Linked DNA regions of Gossypium hirsutum: all the other regions are linked to region 3. The links are chromatin contacts, called in public Hi-C maps. All regions are on one chromosome and are shown on one strand. Each heading gives the region's core, a stretch centred on a gene start, on an enhancer-like site or on the middle of the called end of the contact. The rest is flanking DNA. Distances are from core to core; before and after follow the strand shown.

Evidence for each region. A called contact is a pair of places that touch in the nucleus more often than the background predicts.
Region 1: a contact with region 3 is called in a Hi-C map of petal, with 4 times the contacts expected there. The contact joins the enhancer-like site here to the promoter of LOC107886326 in region 3. A contact is called at or near these places in 14 of 34 Hi-C or Micro-C datasets (callus, hypocotyl, leaf and 2 more).
Region 2: a Hi-C map of leaf shows a contact between it and region 3, with 2.4 times the contacts expected there. The contact joins the promoter of LOC107943467 here to the promoter of LOC107886326 in region 3. A contact is called at or near these places in 6 of 34 Hi-C or Micro-C datasets (callus and leaf).

Annotation. Positions count from the first base shown.
Region 1 is chrA03:86,387,494-86,391,071 of Gossypium_hirsutum_v2.1, forward strand. No RefSeq gene overlaps it. Among protein-coding and RNA genes, the nearest start is that of LOC107886323, 7.4 kb to the left of the region's middle. Within about 2 kb of position 1,543, at least 5 of the 9 cell types and tissues checked have an H3K27ac peak or open chromatin away from gene starts, as enhancers often do.
Region 2 is chrA03:85,773,882-85,777,142 of Gossypium_hirsutum_v2.1, forward strand. LOC107943467 (E3 ubiquitin protein ligase RIE1) reads left to right here and starts at 1,324. Exons shown (of 5, transcript XM_016877216.2): 1 at 1,324-2,130; 2 at 3,024-3,143. The coding sequence starts at 1,658.
Region 3 is chrA03:86,032,446-86,035,873 of Gossypium_hirsutum_v2.1, forward strand. It overlaps LOC107886326, which reads left to right and starts at 2,069. Exons shown (of 5, transcript XR_005913943.1): 1 at 2,069-2,299.

The sequences.
Region 1 (3,578 bases), core at 293-2,792, 350 kb after region 3:
TAAGTTATGAATAAACCATAATTTTAATTTATTTCACAAATTAATAATCTTACGCAACATAATATATATATATATATATAAAACAAGGTTTTGGTGCAATTCTAGACCACTGCATAGTTTAGCAGTTGTCACTAATAATAAGCTCACACATCATCAATTTTTAAAACAAGTTAATGTATACAGCTATTGAATTTCCATGTCAAGAAATTTATGTATAGATGTATAATTTCCAAAAATAAGTTATGAATAAACCATAATTTTAATTTATTTCACAAATTAATAATCTTACGCAACATAATATATATATATATATAAAACAAGGTTTTGGTGCAATTCTAGACCACTGCATAGTTTAGCAGTTGTCACTAATAATAAGCTCACACATCATCAATTTTTAAAACAAGTTAATGTATACAGCTATTGAATTTCCATGTCAAGAAATTTATGTATAGATGTATAATTTCCAAATGCATAGATAATTCATATTTAATTTTTAGTAATTCCGATTGCATTAAAAAGTCAACACCAAATAATTTCCAAATACTTCAATTTTTGAAGTGGGACTTCAAAATTATCTAATCATATATTTTCATCAAGTTTGTTGTTCTCAAATCACTAAAATGTCCCCCCCCCAAATCTATTATCCATTAAATAAGGGATAAAATGATCTTCTTCAAAAGCATATCTCTATCTATTCGAATGTATGTCTAATCAAAGTCCCCAATAATTTCATTGGGGAATCAACAAATTATGGTGATCATAAACCACTTAAAAGAACAAGCAAGCAAAAAACAGTGAAAAAGAAAAAGAAAAAAAAGTCATCCTTAACAACTACACGGCGGAAGCAAATGTCATGATTCAACAATGGAGTTCAATTAGGAATAGTAACATTAAGCTTAAAGTAGAGCATCATAATTTGTTATTTTTAAACTAGCTTTTAGCTTATTTCAATTCGTTTTTAATCAATTCGATAAAATTTTAAAGGTTCAATTGATTTTTATATATTTTGGTATCAGATGAATCAGTTGGACCACTGATTTCTGGTTCAATTGACAATCTAATTTGATTCTGACAATTATGGGCTAGTGATCATATGCATACATATATACTAGTTTATTTGATTTTTTTTTTTGAGAAAATATGTTGGAATTTTATTCAAACAGATCAAATACAAGGCACAATCAACAGAATTTTATTCAAACAGATCAAATACAAGGCACAATCAACAAAACATCCATAAAATTGGGCCAAAACAAATCTAAATACCAGCAACAGAAACGAAGAAAGGCTCTAGAAGCACCTCAGCCTCAGCCAATGAAATTAAAGTAATTCCTCTCCTGAAAAGCAACAAAAGGTGTTTATGGCCCGTCGGTAGAAGATTCATTTCCTTTTTCCAATAACCTTTAACCCTTTTAACTCTTGTAACAGTTTTCTTTCCAAAATCTTCCCCTACCCAAACTCCCTGCCTTGAAACCAAAAAGGAAATAAAAAGCCCTCCCTCGTTCAATCCTTGTCCACTTCCTCTCTAGAAAAAGCAGGAACTCCATCTTGTAGACAATATTATACCCCTTGCTTTAAGCCTTCAATAGCCAACAAGTGGGCAACATCATTCATCAATCTCTAAACATATTGAAACTTGCAAGTATGAAAATTTTTGCTTAAACCTTTTCCATCTCTTATGAAAGCCCCGATCTCAGATTTATCCTCATCATCTCTTTTTAATTTTTCGATAATAGAGAGAGCATCTCCTTCTACTTCAGCCTTCACAAACCCTAAATCTAGGCATAAAAGTATACTTTAGATACATGCAAGGGCTTATGCAGCAAAAGCAGAAGGTATATTTTCATTTATAACCACTTTAGAACCCAAAACTTTACCCTCTAAGTCTCTGATAACAATTCTTGAACAAGTTTAAATTTCATTTTTCTTGTAAGATCCATCCAAGTTTATTCTAATGAACGAGTTCTCTAGAGGCCTCCATTTCTCTATCTTTATTCTGCTAGAAAGTTTGGAACTGGAAATCCCATCAATTTCACATGCATATTTTTTGATAGAGTTTACTGCTGCTAACCTTGATCTCCTTTGCCCCTTATGTAGCCATTTGTTTCACTTAATCTATATAGCCCAACTCACACAAACAAATAATCGGCACTAAGTGATCGAATCACATAACTTATAGGCACTACGAATAGAAAACTCCCTAGTCTCCTCCCTTGTGCAGACTAGGAAGTCTTCATGCTAGAAATTTGATAGTAGGATGTTTAGGATTCGGCTAACATCCCTACCGCTAAAGGTTTTCCTTATCAAATCCTCTTTCCAACTTTTTGTATTATTGTTAATAAGTTCAGTCACCATAAGAGTATTAGGACATTTCTCACTGTTTTGAATTTTGTAATTCACAGTTCCTTTAATCCATTCAGCCTCCCTTGCTAAGATTTAAGATACAGTCCCTACTCGCCAGCATAAGCCATCCTGAAGAATTCCTTCGACTGCTTAGATGCTATTCTAGGTATATAAAGGTATATTTCCTAACCTTGAATTCAGAAAATTCGTATCTGGATAGTATTTAGCTTTCAAAGTGCACACAAGTAACGAATTAAAAAAATTAATCAATTGCCATCCTTGCTTCACTAATAAAGATAAATTGAATTTGGCAAGACTACGAAATCCCAATCCACCATTATCTTTTAACTCACAAAGCTTCTTCCATTCACACCAATGGATCCCCCTTCTACCTTGCCCTTTTTGACACCAAAAATTCGCACAAATATTCTCCATATCACAGTGAAGAAATTTTGGTAATAAAAAACATGACATTAAGTAGGTAGGAATGGCTTGTAGAACTGATTTTATGAAAACTTCCTTACCCCTTTGCGATAAATGTCTAACACTCCAACTGTCTATCCTACTCTCCATGCGATCTTTTAACAGTTGAAATGTCAATCTCTTCCTTTGCTCCACCATGTTAGGCAACTTAAGATATCTTTCAGGATTTGTGAAATTTCGAACATTCAAGACTTTTGATACCAAATACCTCATTTGAGCAGTTGTATTTGAACTATAAAAAGTAGTGGACTTTTTATAATTAACATATTGTCCAGAAGTCTCTTCATATTCCTTTAGAATCCTTTTAAAAGTTTGTGCCCCATTCATTGAAGCCTTTCTAAATAAGATGCAATCATTAGCAAATTGTAAATGGGAAATCTGTGGACCTCTGCGACATACTCTAAGCTCCTTACGCAACCCTTCTTCCTTAGCCAAATGCATTAATGATAATAGACCTTCACTGCACACTAGAAATAAATAAGGGCTCAATGGGTTTCCTTGCCTCAAACCTCTAGTGGGACAAAATTGTTCCCCCTATCTCCCATTAATCACAATTGAATAAGATATTGAACTTATACAATGAATAATGAATTCCACCCATGAATTAGCAAAGCCTATTTTCAGTAACATCTGGCGTAAAAAGTACTATTCTACCCGATCATATGCTTTGCTCATATCCAACTTCAACACCAAAAGCCCTTTTCTTCTTATTCTTTTTTGTTTATATGCATGAAAAACTTCATAAGCAAGAA
Region 2 (3,261 bases), core at 74-2,573, 260 kb before region 3:
TCAAATGAATATTATCAATTTATTTTTTATATGTTTTATACTTGTTTTAACCAAAAACAAAAAACAAAAACATATAAATTTCGGTTCGGTTATTTTTTTGAACAATTTTTTATTTGGTTAACGGTTAAAGGATTAAAAAGTTTGATTAATTCAATTAACACTAGTTCGGTTTGGTTAATAGTTTGAACACCCCTACATGTGACATGACACGTGTGGTTGCCTATTTGCTCACTCAGTCACATCGTCACTTAACGATAGAAATGAATGAAATTTTTAATAGAATAACTAGTTTACTTTTTTATCTAACATAGATAGTCTAATTTGCTCATTTTTCGAATAGAGGGGATAAAATGTAATACAACTCTTAGTACAAGGGTTTTCATACTACTTTACTACAAAAACCTTGCAAAAACATATGTTTTGTTTAAAAAAATATATTTTTGAAAATATAGTTTAAAATTTTAAAATATTTAATATTTGCGTAAAAAAATTGGGTAGAAAAACACGAAAGAGTTATAAAAGTAATAAAATCAAGAGTAAACTAAATCAAGAATCACTAAATTATTAGTAAGTTTATATTTTGGTCATTTAATTTTAAAAAGTTACAAAATAGTCATTGAACTATTTGAAAGTTTTCTTTTAAGCCACTGTGTTGTTAAAATCACAATTGTATGGTATTCTCTATTTGCACCGCCTACACTAATCGAGCGTTCTCTTTCCCTTATTTTCTACCCTTTTTTTATATAAAATAGCTTTGAATGTAATAAATTTGTGAAACAAAATTTAAATAAATTTCTTCTTCAATCTCTTACACTGACCATCATATCGAATTGAATCTAAAGCATGTTCTTTTACTCTATGGGTATTAATCCATCATAACGATCATCAAATCGTCGTTTGAAGCTTACTAACTAGATTTAAAAAAAACAAAAAAAAATCTTAACAACACAATGACTTAAATAATTTTTTTAAAATAGTTTAGTGACTTAAATAAAAATTTTTAATTAATTTAATGATAATTTTATTACTTTTTAAAAGTTAAGTGATCAAAATGTAATATTATTAATAATTCAAATAATAGTTTAAAATCAATTAATATTTATGGAGTGTAGTGAATCATAGAAATCTCAAAGTATTATAAAATAAATAAAGTTGTAAAGTACTATGTTTGAACTTCAAAAACCGTATTACAGCAATACAAAAAACGCAGCGCTTTAACGGAAAAATAGAAAACGCAGCGGTAATAAATATGGTTGGGTAAAGAAAAAGCCAAAAAGACTGATAAATATAAAAGAAATAAAGCGCGAAAGTAAGTGAAAAAGGAAAATTACATACATAACACACTGTTTTTTTCTTTTTAGGAAACAAAAATAATAGAGCAAAGCAGAATCCGACAGAAAACAAAATAAAAATCAATAAAAGCATCTAATTAGCAGTGAGGAGGGCAGTTCCGTTCTCAACCGAAAACTCTTTAATCCAACCAGATATTCCCTTCTTTTTCTTATTTTCAACAAATATGGTTTTTATTCTTGCTAATGTTAATACTCCAATTATGTGTTTCTTCTCTTTGTGAGTTCTCCCCAGATTTCTGAAAACCCCGAAATCAAAAAGGTGTTTTCTTTTTGTTTGTTTGTTCACATCTTCATCCAAAGCAACCATGGCGGCGTCTGATCCTCACGCGCCACTCCTCCCCCCGCGTCAACCTGATGGCTCGGCTGCTCGCCCTGTATCGTTGGCGCATTTATTGGGGCGAGCCACGGGACGGCGTGGCGCTTCCATGCTAGTTAGGGAGACAGCGGCACGTGAGTTGGAGGAGCGGAGGGCCGACTGGGGGTACTCGAAGCCCGTGGTGGCACTGGACATGCTGTGGAATACAGCGTTCGTGGTGGTGTCGGTAGTGATGTTGATAAGTACGGCGGATGAGACGCCCAATACTCCTATTAGATTATGGATCTGTGCTTATGCTTTGCAGTGCTTGCTTCATGTTGTTTTAGTGTGGTTGGAATACAGGCGAAGGAACAGTAGGAGAATATCTGTTACGGATGAGGAGAGAGGAGAAGCAGTTTCTGGGGATGTTAGTGATAGTGAAGATGAAGAAGACAGCGGTCTTTTTGGTTCAAATGAATCAAGGTCAGTTTCTTTTAGTATAATTTGACTTAAAATTTGATTTTTTTTTTGTGTGTGTGTGTGTTTAAGCTTAAAATGTTGATTTTTTTTGTTTAATTTTAAAATTTAGTGTTTATTGTTCTTTAGTTTAATTGAGATGAGGATTCAGGATTTCTTTAGAACCGATTTGTATTGGAGCATGAACTATTTATGTTCTGAAGTTAGAATTTTGATGGAAGTATTGCTCATTTTCTGTGTTAAACTGGATGAGGATTTTAGTTCGATTTGGCGTTTTATTGGATTTTCAAGATGAATTAGATTAGGGTTTGAGGATTTAGGGGATTTAGGTCTATGGTTATTCTCAAGGAATTGGAAGGGCTTTGTTTTGGTGTTGACATTTATTTTGGCTATGGCACTGTTTTGTATGGTTTGCATGAATATATGAATTATCGTTATCCTTAGTCTCCCTTTCAAGAGGAGTGGAATGTCGAAACTCTGGGAATATTCTGCGCGGGGCGAATTAGGCTGCATTGTGTTTTTGTATACTTCCATGGTTCAAATAAAAGAACTAGAATCATAGACCATAGGACTAGCGTTGAGCTTTGAATGATGGTAGAATAATTTAAATTTACGACACTTTTTGCCCCACGTTGTGCATGATAAGGAAGTTTTGGAATTTGATGCGTCTTATCTTGTAACCAACCAATTACTGCAATATGTCCTATTATAGGTAGTTTTATTTTGATTATATCGATCGATGCAGTCGACCAAAGCTATGAAATTGTTACCAAGCTATCATTTGAATGGATTTTTCTTGTATTGTACATCTAGATTTGCATTTATTTCCTGTTGTAGAAACTTTAACTTGGGATGATCAATTTATTATTATTGTATTGATTTGATGATGTAATGGGCAGTATAACTAAACGATGCGAAACAGTGAATACCATGGCATCATTTCTTTGGTGGATAGTTGGCTTCTATTGGGTAGTTTCTGGTGGTGATATCCTTCTGCAGAATGCCCCGCGGTTGTACTGGTATGCTGTTAGCCAATCTATTTTTTAACAAGCAACTTATTCTTCAGTTTAGGGTTTTACATATTTGTGAATAACATATTGATTTCCAACCCCACGGAAACAAGAAATATGTAGAAGA
Region 3 (3,428 bases), core at 819-3,318:
TAATTTTTATTTTTTACAAAACCTTATAAATACTTTTCACACACTAAACCCGCTTGTGAAGTCTAAAAAACACCACATGCAATGTATAAGATAATTATTCAGCATATTTTATTTGATATGTAAATGTACAATCATGAATCAAATGTTGAAATAATAATTTAAAACAGTAAGTTTGATCATTTAAAAATTTATAAAGGAATGTTTGGTGTTTTCTCATATTATGATTTTAATTGAATGTAATTTTTAAGAATGTGATTGATGAAAAAGTTATTATCGGGAAAGTTATTTTATAACATTTTATATATATTGAAAAATATTGATTAAAATATAAAAAAAGTTACATTAACACGTTTGATACACTCAACACTTTCATGAGAATGTAATGGTACTTTGCAAAATCACTCCTATTAAATAAAAGATAATAATAATGTATTTTAACATTTTCAATAATTTTTATTATTAAAAAATCTTTGAATTAAATATTTAATAATATTTTCAATAATTTTTATTTTTAAAAAATATTTGAATTAATACACAAGGTTGCCTTGCTCACGTCTTTGTTGGATCCATTACATGAATATATTTAAAAAATAACTTATATATTAACTCAAGTTTGTGAATATGTAAAATTTGAAAAAATTTACTCATCATTACACTGTAGGAATAAATTCAAGTGTATTCATATTATATATATATATGACTTGAAATTATCTTTATACTAAAGTTTGATGTTAATGAAAAATATATTTTAAAAAATATTTATAACAAGAAAAGACATTTTTTTGAATCTTATTCCTAAACACACACAAAAAAATGATAATTTTGTCTTGGCAAATTCTTTTTATTTTATATTTTGATTGGAAAATAACTTTACAACTATTGGAATACATTGAAAGATATTAATTAAAATATCGAGAAAGTTACATTATCACGTTTGATTCATTAAGTATTTTCCTAGGAATGTAATGATAATTTATAAATTTATCCTTATTACATAAAATATAATATTTATATATTTAATTTTTATAATGAACTTTACTCTTAACCAATTTTTGGATTAAATAATTAATATTAAAATTTAATTGATACATTTTACATTATTTTTTTCCAAAGCCCCAATGTAACATAATTTACATATTGATAAAAAATAATTTACCTGAATATGACATGTAACTGTTTTGAAATTTGACTTATCACTTGTCTTATCCATTTTACTTTGGAATTGATTATCAATCATTTATTCATTCTTGAAAATCATTCTTGTAAAATTTTCAATCACATACAACACGTCATAATTTAAAGGTAAATTATGTAAAAAGGTTATGCTAAAAACAATGTTAGAGATAAGCTTGAACTTTAATTTTTTTTCCTTTTGCTTGAAAAGATTCATAAATACTATGTTCTCAATTAATGCACAGAAGAAAAGAGAAAAAAAATAGAATTTAATATTTAAACGATATAATATATAGATGATTCCGTTGAATAATTCTTTGAAGTAGTAAAGAATATCAAGTAGCAAGGAGGAGGAATGAGGCAATAGCTTCTTTTTCTTTTTTTTTTCTTTTTTTTTACCTTTATTAATAGATTAATACTCTAAACTAATATAAAATGAGAATAATTACTTGGAAAATGATTGCTTTCTATTACTAAATGTTATCTAAGTGTTAGATAGAATGGTAAGATAAATTACACTCCTTAAGAGATAATGTATATCCAAACCTTGAAAATAAATTAAGAGAAATAGTTACGGGGATCGCGAATGTGGATAATAAAACAAAAATGAAAGATATCAAAAAAATAAAATAATTCAAATGCATTTTATTATTTAATATGAATATATATTTTAAGAATAATATAAATATAATTTAAAATTAATATTGTATGATTTTAATATTTTTTATTGATTATTTAATAAAATATAATTTTAATTTATGTTTTATTGTTTATTCTAAAAATATTTTAATTGTTTCATATTTAAACAAATATTTTAATGGTTTTTTTCTTTTTATTCTAATATCTTGCGGTTGCGTTTAAATTAAAAACGTATAACACCATGGACTCTAAAAGATTCTTATCCCATCTTTCAGTTCACTCAGTTCCAGTAGGGAAGGTGGGCTTGCGCACGAGTTAGTATCAGAGAAGATAGCCCAGCCCACCACCCACGGGCTACGACTTGTTGGCTGTCGCTCTGGTGAAGTCCCAAAAGGATCCGATCTTATCGCTTCCCCTGGTCGGGTTCCCTTGAAGTTTCAATCAGATCAAGACTCAGCCTTGCACCATTTGGCTAACCGAGTTCATGGTATGCCTTTTTCCCTTCAGGTTTTAGGACTCCCCCTTTTTTTTTTGTTATATTATAACTTTGGTGAGTTGTTTGGGCTCTTTACAGAATTGGAACTGCTCTTAATTCATTTATGCTTCGTGCAGAAATTGAAATTTAGTGATTCACAGTGTAGGTTTTCTAAATTGGATCATTGAAAGCTTGAGCTTATAAGAAAGGGCCCAACTATCATGTTTAAGTTCTGACAGGTTCATTCATATCAATTCACTTAAATATGGAGGTTCAAGCAGTTCAATATGGAACTGAAATAATCTATTTCCTAATGTGTAAACAATTCCTTTGTGAAACTGCTCAAGGGATGAATGGATTAATATATTGAGCTGAAAAATACATGATTATATTTGTTACTATTATCACTAGGACTGTCAAGTTACTCTCAAGTTTCAACTGAAACTTTATATCGCCCGTTCTATCAATCCAGTAAATCTCTAATTAGCGCTAAATGAACGTATTTTTGAGTTAGCCAACGAGTCTTATGCTATTTTAGGGCAGCATAGGCTGGTGATAGTTTCTTATGTAGGACTGGGATTAATCTGGATGATGCATAAAGAGTTGCCAAAAAGGAGTAACCATCAAGAGTGAGAATAGATCCTGCTTCTTGTTCTGTTAATTAGTGAGCCCAGTATAACGTTAATGCCATTATAAGCTGGTGGCAGTTCCCTATGTTGGATTGGGATTGATGTGGATGACGCATAAAGAGTTGCCAAAAAGGAGTACACCATCAAAAGAGTGATGAGGGAAGCATATCCTGCTTCTTGTTCTATACGTGAGCTGCCAAGGAATCAGTCCCTTCCTAATGTCATTGGAGTCTAGTATAAATACTTTAAAAAAGAAAAAAAGGAGTCAAGTATAAATTAATGTCATGACTCACAAGAGGATTAACTATCTCCATATAATGGAATAGTTGCATGTGCATGCATACACAGGGTTTAAATGATAATTTTCCTTAGTAATTATCCCATCTGGTGGATTGGATAAAGTACCATCTGGCTACATGGTTATGATAATGGAAGCATTGTCCCCTTTTTAGAATTTGATGCTCTTTTCTAGGAAATAGATTCCAAATTGTTTCTCTAAGTATTCTTTTAAT